Linked DNA regions of Mus musculus: region 2 is linked to region 1. The links are chromatin contacts, called in public HiChIP or PLAC-seq maps. All regions are on one chromosome and are shown on one strand. Each heading gives the region's core, a stretch centred on a gene start, on an enhancer-like site or on the middle of the called end of the contact. The rest is flanking DNA. Distances are from core to core; before and after follow the strand shown.

Region 1 (5,092 bases), core at 1,376-3,875:
GACAGTCTAGTTTCTGCCTGACCCATTAAATTGATAGCTCCCTTCCCAGATCTGACTGCAGGCTTCCCTTGGCCTAAACTCCAGGGTATAGTGGCTTTGAGAGACACAGAGGTAGAAAGACAAGGGCTGGCACCCTGCTTCCCTTGTCTCTAAGGATCTAGTGATCTAGTGATCTTGTTTTCCTGGTTCTTTTCTTATCTTGGATTTTAGTGCTCTATTAACAAACAAACAAACAAACAAACAAACAAACAAACAAACAAACAGCTCGACCTCAACCCACCTGCAAGAGAATTGTGCTGCATATAGTTCCTACCACCACCAGGAAGCCTTCAGGATTTAATTCCATCATCCCAGCCATCTGGTCTACCTCCATCATTCCATTCCATGTCAGGGATAAGTGAAGATGAGCCACTGTGATGTTAGTGGTGATGGTGATGCTGGTAACTGTGATACTGACAGTGATGAAAGATGTGAAGGTGATGTAGTAGCTCTCAAGTGGTCTGCATAGAGTAAGGAGAGAAATTAGAGATTGGCTGGTCATTATTGTCATTCACATCTTCAACCTGAGCTGTCATGGTACTCTCTCCATAGCCAAGAATGATCTGGAATTTACAATTCTCCTCCTTGTGCATCCTGAGTGCTCGGTTACAGGAATGGCCCATCACCCTTGCCTTTAGATGTTTCTGGGATTACCCTGGACTTGGTGTGGGCTAGACAAGCACCACCCCAGCTGAGCACATGCCTCGCCCCCACCCAGTTCTTAATAGTAGCTGAGATTCTTTTTTTCTTTTTTGGTTTTTCGAGACAGGGTTTCTCTGTGTAGCCCTGGCTGTCCTGGTTCACTTTGTAGACCAGGCTGGCCTCGAACTCAGAAATCCACCTGCCTCTGCCTCCCAAGTGCTGGGATTACAGGCATGTGCCACCACTGCCCGGCAAGATTTTTTTTTGAGTGTTATGCAATAAGCAAGTAACATGCCCAATACCTTATATATAGTAATTCATTTAATCTTCTCAACAACCCTATGAAGGAGATATTAGTATTTTACAGATATGTTACTGAGACATGGAGAGGTTAAGTATCTTATTCAAGGTCATGCACCTAGGGCTGGAGAGATGGCTCAGTGGTTAAGAGCACTGACTGCTCTTCTAAAGGTCCTGAGTTCAATTCCCAGCAACCACATGGTGGCTCACAACCATCTTAACAAGATCTGACTCCCTCTTCTGGGGTGTCTGAAGATAGCTACAGTGTACTTACATATAGTAAATGTGAATAAACCTTAAAAAAATTGGTTATACAACTAGCCCCAGCCCACATGCCCACTTCTGTTTTCCCTGTAGAGAATCCGTAGTAGGAGAGCAGACAGGTAAGTCGCAGAGCTGCCTGGAGACTGGAGAGGCCTCTACTGTCTTGGGATTTCCAGGCCAGAGCAATGTTATTTTTTCTCCCTAGGCACCAAGCCTCTAACTCTCAGCACTGAGAGGGAGGTGGAATAGTGGATCTGGGGAGGAAGTCTGGGTTCCACAGTAGAAGCAAGGCTGGCCTTTGGGAGCCAGCTCACCTCCGAGCTCCAGCCTGGGGCTCCCGCCCTCGGGAGCTCCATCTTGCTGCCTCCCTCCCTCCCAGGATCTCATTATATCCCTAAGAGAAACTGACAGCCCCAATATCTTACTTTGCAAATATAGTTTATTCCTTCAATAAAGCCGCCTGCGCAGGGGAATGTTTAAGCCCGGGTCTCCCCGGAGAGCCTCATTTGAATTTCTAAAGTCTTTAGTCGGTTCCTCCAATGGGGCAGCTGGGTAATGAAAACGCAGCAGCCGCTTAGAGGGGGATTCATTTCCTGTCTGGGTCTCTGCTGCTGAAGGAGTTAGACTGACCGGAGGGAGAACTGTTGTCTACTTGGAGGTCTTGGCCCGGGCCTGAGCACCCAGCCCACCGGGTGGAGGCCCTGGATCACGCCCACGCGGATGGGTCTCTGTATTCTGCTGGGGCTAAGGGGAGGTGTGGTGCAATCTCCAAGTCTCCTAGCCCAGGTCTTTCCTGGAAGGCTCAGCTCAGGGACTCTCAGCCCTTCAGCCCCTCCATTGGATCTCCCTGTTGGAGGGTCCCTCGATGGAGACTTCCCAGTGACGCCTCCACAGGGTCCCTATCCAGGGACCCTTTTCTCAGACCAGGATGCTGCCCCAGAGGCCAAGCCCACCAAATCCCTGGAGATGAGGAGTCCTCTCTGGCAGGGTCCCCTCACTCTAGAGCAGCCCCTATCCCAGGCCCCCTAGGAGTCTCTAATTAAAGGGCCGGCACGCCCCTCTGGGACTCATTAGGCCCGCTGTGCAGAGAACATTTAATCATTGCTCAGAGCATCGATTGGAAAATCAATTTCTTTGTCTCTTCGCACGAGGCGCGCTGGAGAAGTGGGGGGAGTGCTGACCTCCTTCTGCTGCCGTGTAAAGCGCTGCACATTTAATCAGGGAACAGAAATCAATTAGCCACTTACGAGGTTGGCTTTAGTTACCGAGTCGGCAAGGCCCGCGCCACAGCTCAGCCGCTGACAGTAGCGAATCTCCTCCTCTCGGCCCTGCTGCATGGCTCTGTCTCCCTCCCTGTATCTCTCTGGCTTCCTTCTTTCCCAGAGTGCTCTGGGTTCTCACCATCTTGGCAGATCCTCACAGAACTCCAAACAAGTCCCGAGAAGCCTTCCTAATGCCCAGTCTCCTCGGCCACCTTCTTGTTCTCAGCTCTAGACGTTTCAAGAAGTCACATCTTAGTTTTGATACCCGGATTCCATGATGTCAGGGAAGTACTTGTCAGACAGCGTGTCATATACCTCCGGCCCACTTTACCCAGACCATGAAAATAACGGCCTGCCTTTCTAGAGCGCTCTGGAAATCCAGTGAGATCATCTTTGGGAAGTACTTCTAAGTACTTGGAGCTCCATCCAAGAACTTTGAACTCACAACAGGGGGTCAGTATTTGCCCCACAACCTTCCAACCATAGCTCTTATTCCTTCAAAGACACGGATAGGTGGGTGAGGCCCCCCTTTCATCCTCTCCATTTCTCTACTCTCTTCTGGGGGTCACCTAGGAACCGATTCTGCTTCTGGCTGCTCCCTCACCTGCGAGTCTGCCCCCAACCCCCAGTTCCAGAGGTACAAGCATTCCAGAGATACCTCACGTACTCGAGTTACACACACCCAATTACACAGTTGTACACAGACTGCACGCCCCATTACACATAGTTTCACAGAGTTGTTCCTACATTAAAATCCCAGGCATCCAATGCCTACATGAAGTTATCCTTATCCCCCCACTCCTCCCCCTCCACTCCCCCCCCCCCACTAGCCTGGTGTCACATACCCAGGCTCACCTTGGTCTCACCACCACACAGTGTGGCTCACTGGTGGCGCAAGCACCCTCCCACACGCCGCGCATCTCCACGCGGGCTGGCGCACTCCCGTTCCATAATAATATTAGACATGCCATTTCTTTTGCGTGACAGTTCCAGTGGAAGCGCTCTGAGCTGTCACTCGGATGAAAAATAATGCATAGTCCTCCTCTTCCTTCCTTCCCTTTCCTTTCTTTCTTCCCTGTTTAATGAGCTCCTAAAAATATTCCTTACTGTCTCGCCGAGGATGTGGGCTAAGTGTGAGTCAGGTCTCTCTTCCCTCTCCCTGTCCCCTACTGCCATCCCCCCCTCCCCCAGCACCCCGAGTGATATGGAGGATGAAGGGTCACAGTGAGCAGCCAGCCCGTGCTTGGCTGAGCCCAGGTCAGGTGTTAGGGCTACCACCCAGGCCTTCTAAAGATCTCACACTTGATACCTGCCCTCCCGTGACTGTGACTGGCCCACCTGAACAAAAGATCAGAGGCAGGAGACATAGATGGGGGTGGATGGGGGCAAGCAGAAAGCCGATAGCCCCTCCCCTCCCCCCACACCAATTAGCTTTTGACCTGTTTGTCCAGACTAGCCCCATCCTCCATCCCTCTACCTCAGAAGGGAAACGCTTCCATAGAGGCACCATCCCTTCTCCACATCCTAATATTCCTGTCCCCTCCTCTCAGAACTCAGGGGACAGAGAAGAGGGGCAGTCAGGGCCTCTCTGAACACCCAGCATTTTCCAGCACTTTCCCTTGGCCTTACTGGAGAAGTCTCAACAGCCACGTTTTCCTTGATTCCATCCTTTAAAGCCCAGATCGACATCAGCTCTTCACTGAAAGCCCTCCCGAGTCACACAGATTTTTGATCCCCTATACAAGTCGGTATAGGTCGATGATGGGTTTGCTGAGGAACCATAGTTGTGTGTGATGGCCAAAGGACACCTTTTCTCTCTGAGGATCTTGCTACCCTGTTTGGTTCCTCTGTCATTCTCACCAGACACCAGGTCAAAGTTCTTGAAGCTGCAGGCTGGGACCCTGCCTTGGCTGCCCAGCTCTGGCTGAATGAGAGCTTGTGTCTCTTCGAATGACAGGACAGTGGATAGGTACATGGAGGGAGGGAGGGAGGGATGGGAGGTGATAGGGGAGGAGCTTAGAAGCCTGACTGTTCCCACAGGTACTTACCCAAAAATCACTATGACTTAGAGAATGTGAGGTCCTCTCTGGACCTCAGTTTCTCCATTTATAAAATGGGAGAGTGCTGGGCAGTGCTGTCCCAAGCCTTTAATCCCAGAACTAGGGAGGCAGAAGCAATTGGATCTCTGTGAGTTCAAGGCCAGCCTGGTCTACAGAGTGAGTTCTAGGACAGTCAAGGCTACACAGAGAAACCCTGTCTCAAGAAACCATAAAAAATAAAGAAAAATAGAATGGGAGAGCAGGGCCAGGTGGTGTCTCTGATAATCCTTACTCAGTAATTCAGCGTAGTGGTCAGAGTAGAAGTGTCTGTCTTTCTGGCATGCTATCCTACTATGTGCAAGAAGCCTATGTGCTAGGTACTATGTGCTGGGATATATGGTTATTCTGTGGGTCTTCTCCAACCTTCTGTTTGCTACCCACATCTTCTATACTAGCTTCCAGTCTCCTTATTCCACCTCTTTCTGTCCCTCTGTCCCCTTACTGTTTTCTCTGGGCTGCATCCTGCCCGTTAGTCCCCTGGAGCCT
Region 2 (5,092 bases), core at 1,689-4,188, 79 kb after region 1:
CCCTCTGTAGACAGAGTATATTCCTGTGTACAATCGTGTTTAGTAAATGTCCCATTGGTAACTAACATGCATTGCTTTATTTATTTTATTTTATTTATATGAGTACACTGCCTCTGTCTTCAGACACACCAGAAGAGGCAACAGATCCCATTACAGGTGGTTGTGAGCAACCACTGAGCCATCTCTCCAGCCTATGCATTGCTTTTTATACCTGTTAATGTCCCATTGGGAACTAACATGAGTTGTTTTTTTGTACCTGTTCATTTGTGGGGTTTTATTTTTTTTAGATATATTTATTTATTATGTGTAAGTACACCATAGCTGTCTTCAAACACTCCAGAAGAGGGTGTCAGATCTTGTTGTTAAGGTTGGTTGTGAGCCACCATGTGGTTGCTGGGATTTGAACTCAGAACCTCTGGAAGAACAGTTGGTGCTCTTAACCACTGAGCCATCTCTCTAGCCCCCTTATTCGTGGTTTTGAGACATGGTCTTGTAGTGTAGTCCTGGCTGGCCTAGGACTCCCTCTGTAGACCAGGGCAGCCTTGAACTTGTGGCAGTAATTCTGCATTTGTTTCCCAAAGATGAGATAGCACACCTGGATGCATCATTTCTTTACTTTTTTTTTTTTTTTTTTTTTTTTGGTTTTTTGAGACAGGGTTTCTCTGTATAGCCCTGGCTGTCCTGGAAATCACTCTGTAGACCAGGCTGGCCTCGAACTCAGAAATCCGCCTGTCTCTTCCTCCCGAGTGCTGGGATTAAAGGGGTGCACCACCACACCCGGCTTATCTTTTGATTCTTTTTCCACAGAATTAAGTAAAAAATAGTAGTATGGTAACTCCTACCCAGGACCCTGATGGTTTGTTCTATAAACTGATATGAATGACACACGATAACTGTATTTCATATACCTTTTCAATGCTACACATAATTCTGAGACTGAAACAAATATCTCGGAGCTGAGACCTGAGTTGTAACGGGCTCTGCATGGGACTCTTTGTTGGTGAGTTACTGCGAGGCAGGTCTCTGACTCAGGAGTAACTGTGCCTCCTAGTCTTCGCTGTGGCCTTGGAGGATCCGAGCATCTGGTCTTAAGAGCTTTGCCTTTTCCATCTCTGAATGTCCCCAGCCCCACTGTGCGTTGTGCCGTCTGTGTCTCATTAATAGAGCTCTCATTAGGTGCATTTGTGTCCAGACTCGACAGCCATATGCTCATCTCAGATAGAGAACTGTCAGCCTTACGATGGCTCCCTGCCTTCAGCATCCCGAAGTCAGTCCCCTAAATGTTGGGGGAGTAAGGGGAGATAGAGCTGAAGAGCTGGTGGGATGTGTCTGCCAGATCCATCTCCACCCTCTTTTCCTGGAACACACCAGGGAAGCATTCTGCCCTGCGCTACAGCCTCAGCCCAAGAAATGGAAGTGTGTGATAACAAATCACTTTCTCTGTATATATGTACACTCACTACCACAGATAGCACTTGATCAATTGCTATAAGGTGGCATTAATACTCAGATAACCACAAAGGACTTTGAAACCCTGAGCTACTTTTTTTTTAAATAAAATAAAAAATTAAATTAAATTAAATTAAATAAAAAAAAAAAACCAGTGTCCTATACTGTAGCTCAGGCTAGCCTAGAACTCTTCTGGACTGGCCTGGGACTCGGGAGCCACCATGCCTTTTATTTATTTATTTATTTATTTATTTATTTATTTATTTATTTAAAGATAGTGTCTTGCAATGTTAGTCCTAGCTGGCCTGGGACTTGCTATGTAGACAAGGCTAACCTTGAACTGAACTCAGAGACCTGCCTGCTTTTTACCTCAGCCTCCTGCATGCTGAGATTAAAAATGTACACCACCATGTCCCTTTTACATTGTCCCCACCCCAGCCTCCCACGTGCTCTCACAGCAAGGCCGTGATCCCACGCTGGTCTCATTTGGACATTTTAACGTGGCTGGGAAGCTGTCTTGCCATGACTTACTGGGGGAAAAGCAGCCTAAGGCCATCCCTCCCTGCTTCCATGCACACAGAAGTGTCGTCCGTCTGTGGCAGGAGTAACCGCGGGAGACTGTTGTGTTTGAATGTCCCCGAGATTACTAGTTCTGGGTTTGCCGTCAGGGACCGCTCAGGCTTGCTACCTGATGTGTAATTCAGGCCCTTGACTTTCGTGACCGTTTTGGGCATGGGCTGCAGAAATGTCAAGCTATCCTCTTCTTCCTCGTGGTCTCTTTTCCTTCCATACTCTCTGCTGCTTTATGCCTAGTTGGACAATCTGAATAAAAGTAGTACCCTTGGAGAAGTGAGGACAGAAGATTCCCAAAAGACTGCTGCTGTCTTTTGGCTGTCCTTTTCGATCCAAGGCCCTGGGGACGTGGTAGTCCCAGCACAGTGTTGAGAGATACCGTGGTCTTCAGTGCAGCTAAAGCTCTAAAATAAGTCCATACCCCCTCACCTCCCAAAAAAGGTATTATCCAGCTCCCAGAAGGCTGAGGCAGGAGGATTGCTATAATTTTGAGGCCGGCCCAAGACACATACTAGGTACCAGGCCAGAAATCCTATCTTAGAAAAAAGAAGAAAGGACTGGGATTGTGGCCCAGGTGGTAGAATGCTTGCTTTGCAGGCAGGAAGCCCCATAGGTTTGCGCCCCATAAACCAGGTGGGCAGAGCGTCTGTAATCTCAGCAATCTTCGGGTGAAGCAGGAGGATCAGAGTTCAAAGTCATTGCTGGAGGTCAGCCTTGGTTGCTTGAGACTGACTCTGTTTCAATAAATGGATGGATGGATGGATGGATGGATGGATGGATGGATGGATGGATGGATGCAAGAACAGAAAAGGCCCTTTGAAATAAATAGGACATGCCTTGCACATGTCTCCTCCCCGGGGAGCTGAGGGGTGGGAGTGGAGAAGGGAGCTGTGCTTGCTCATGTCCTCCAAACGCCCCCTGTGGGAGCTGGATTCTCTAGTCTGCTTCTGAAGCAGCCAACAGACTTGATTAAGGAAGGTCTGCTCTACACAAAAGCCTTTTGTCAGTGTGGTTTAAAGCATTTGATTTTTTGTTTGTTTGGTTTGGAACCTCCATCCGTGTTTACTTTGTCTTACAGTGGCTTGAGTCCAGCCAATGACACCGGAGCCAAAAAGAAGAAAAAGAAACAAAAGAAGAAGAAAGAGAAAGGCAGCGACATGGAATCCACCCAGGACCAGCCCGTGAAGGTAACCTGGAGGCAGTTTTCTTAGGACTGAGGAGTTTCGAGGTATATGTGGAGAACAGCTTAAGTGGCTCATCTCCACTCTTATTATTTAAAGATGGGAGCCACCCAGCACTGTCTGTCCTCTGTGCCTTAGACTTTGTTGATGAAACTGTGCTCGGTACCTTAAAGAGGCCCGCAGGTTAGACCCGACTCCCCAGCACAGTACCCTCTGTTGCAGGTACATATGACATGCGTAAGTGCAGGGTCCCATGGAGTAGGAATGGGACAGTCCCCACTTCACGGAGCAGTGGCTCTTGGTCTTCTGGATCGTAAGTCTCTTGCAGCCAAGCCGATGACCAGAACTCAATCCCCTGGACTCACATGGTGGGGTCCTACACACACACAGAGAAGATAATAGTTAATTTAAAAGGCATTACAGAAGTGGTTCTCAAGCTGTGGCAAGCTAGGTATCCTACATATCATAAATTTATATTACAATTCATAACTGTAACAAAATTAGTTATGAAGTAGTAATGAGATAATTTTATGCTTGGGGTAATGGTTACCACAACATGAGGTCTGCATTAAAGGGTCACAGCATTAGGAAAGTAGAGAGCCACTCCACTACATCACAGCAGTACAGTCAAAGAAGAGCAAACCAGTCAAAATACTCGTCAGTTAACTGGTCAGGGGCTAGGTCGAGGCACTGGCGCACATACACAGTACATTGACAGCACAGTATGGCAGCAGTTTTATCTTCCTACCCAGGTCTAAGATGCTGGGAGTGCTGGGCTAAGGATCTAGCCTGGAGCCCCCTGCACACTACTGTTCTCTGTGTTGAGCTACGCCCCTGGGCTCCTCTAATGGATAGGTTTGAGGCTTCTTTTGTGTCTCGCTGTCTCACGTGTAGCCCTGGCTTACCTGGAACTTGCTCTGTAGACCAGACTGATCTGGAACTCACAGACATCCTCTTGCCTCTGCCTCCAGAGTACTGGGATTGAAGGTAGGTACCACTGTGCCTGACCTAAGGCATACTTTTGAAAGGACACTTCTAGGATAATAGGTAGTCAAGGTTTTTTTTTCTTTTTTGCTTTGTTTTATGTTTTGTTTCTGTGATCCTAGGGCTCGAACCCAGGATCATGTTCAAGACAAGTCCTCTGCCGCTCAGCTACATCTTTAGCCACCAGTTTTGCTTTGTGTGGGGGGAGGAGGCGCTTGTGCCACGGCCTGCCTGTAGAAGTTCAAGGACAGTTTTGGGCGTTAGTGCTACTTTTCCACTGTGTGGCTGTCCTGGAACTCACTCTGTAGACCAGGCTGGCCTCGAACTCAGAAATCCTCCTGCCTCTGCCTCCCGAGTGCTGGGATTAAAGGTGTGCACCACCACGCCTGGCAGGAAGTACCTTTTCTTGATAAGACATTTTGTCAGTTTCCAGTTTTACTTTTTTGGGGGAAAAAAAAATCTCTGCTTTTAGACCTTGCATGCAAAGAAGTGTGGGGTACTGTATATGTCTCAAAATTTCAGATTAAAACTACTCATAATGAGGGTCGTAGTTGAGGGTGTAGGGTTGATTATTTTTGTGGGTCTAGGTTTTTTGCTTGTATGTATGTCTGTGCACCACACATGTACGGGGTCTGTGGCGGGCAGAAGAGAGTATCAGATCCCCTGGAACCAGAGTCGTAAACACTTGAGAGCCGCCATGTGGGTGCTGGAAATCAAACCTGGATCCTCTAGAAGAACAGCCAGTGCTCGAAGTGCTTGTAACTGCTGAGCCGCCTCGCCACTCCCGCCTTCGTGTATTTTTTGAGACAGTGTCTTATGTTGCCCATGCCGGCCTGAGCTCTGATCCTTGTGTTTAGGCCTCTCGGGGACTGGGACTGCAAACCTACACCACTGCACCTGGCTAC

What was found. HiChIP or PLAC-seq counts read pairs in DNA pulled down with a chosen protein or histone mark.
Region 2: a contact with region 1 is called in an H3K27ac HiChIP or PLAC-seq map of embryonic stem cells, with 6 read pairs. The contact joins the enhancer-like site here to the promoter of 2410004I01Rik in region 1. A contact is called at or near these places in 4 of 484 Hi-C or Micro-C datasets (ECoMG myeloid progenitors, bone marrow-derived macrophages and muscle stem cells) and 2 of 115 datasets of contacts at active chromatin or transcription factors (embryonic stem cells and epiblast stem cells).

What each region holds. Positions count from the first base shown.
Region 1 is chr11:102,961,529-102,966,620 of GRCm38.p6, forward strand. It overlaps 2410004I01Rik (RIKEN cDNA 2410004I01 gene), which reads right to left and starts at 2,626. Exons shown (of 3, transcript NR_037963.1): 1 at 2,493-2,626; 2 at 281-500.
Region 2 is chr11:103,040,068-103,045,159 of GRCm38.p6, forward strand. Nmt1 (N-myristoyltransferase 1) reads left to right here. Exons shown (of 12, transcript NM_008707.4): 2 at 3,101-3,209. Among named protein-coding and RNA genes, the nearest start is that of Gm42090, 5.1 kb to the right of the region's middle. Within about 2 kb of position 2,939, at least 20 of the 459 cell types and tissues checked have an H3K27ac peak or open chromatin away from gene starts, as enhancers often do. A contact at or near this core is called in embryonic stem cells, where this site is marked.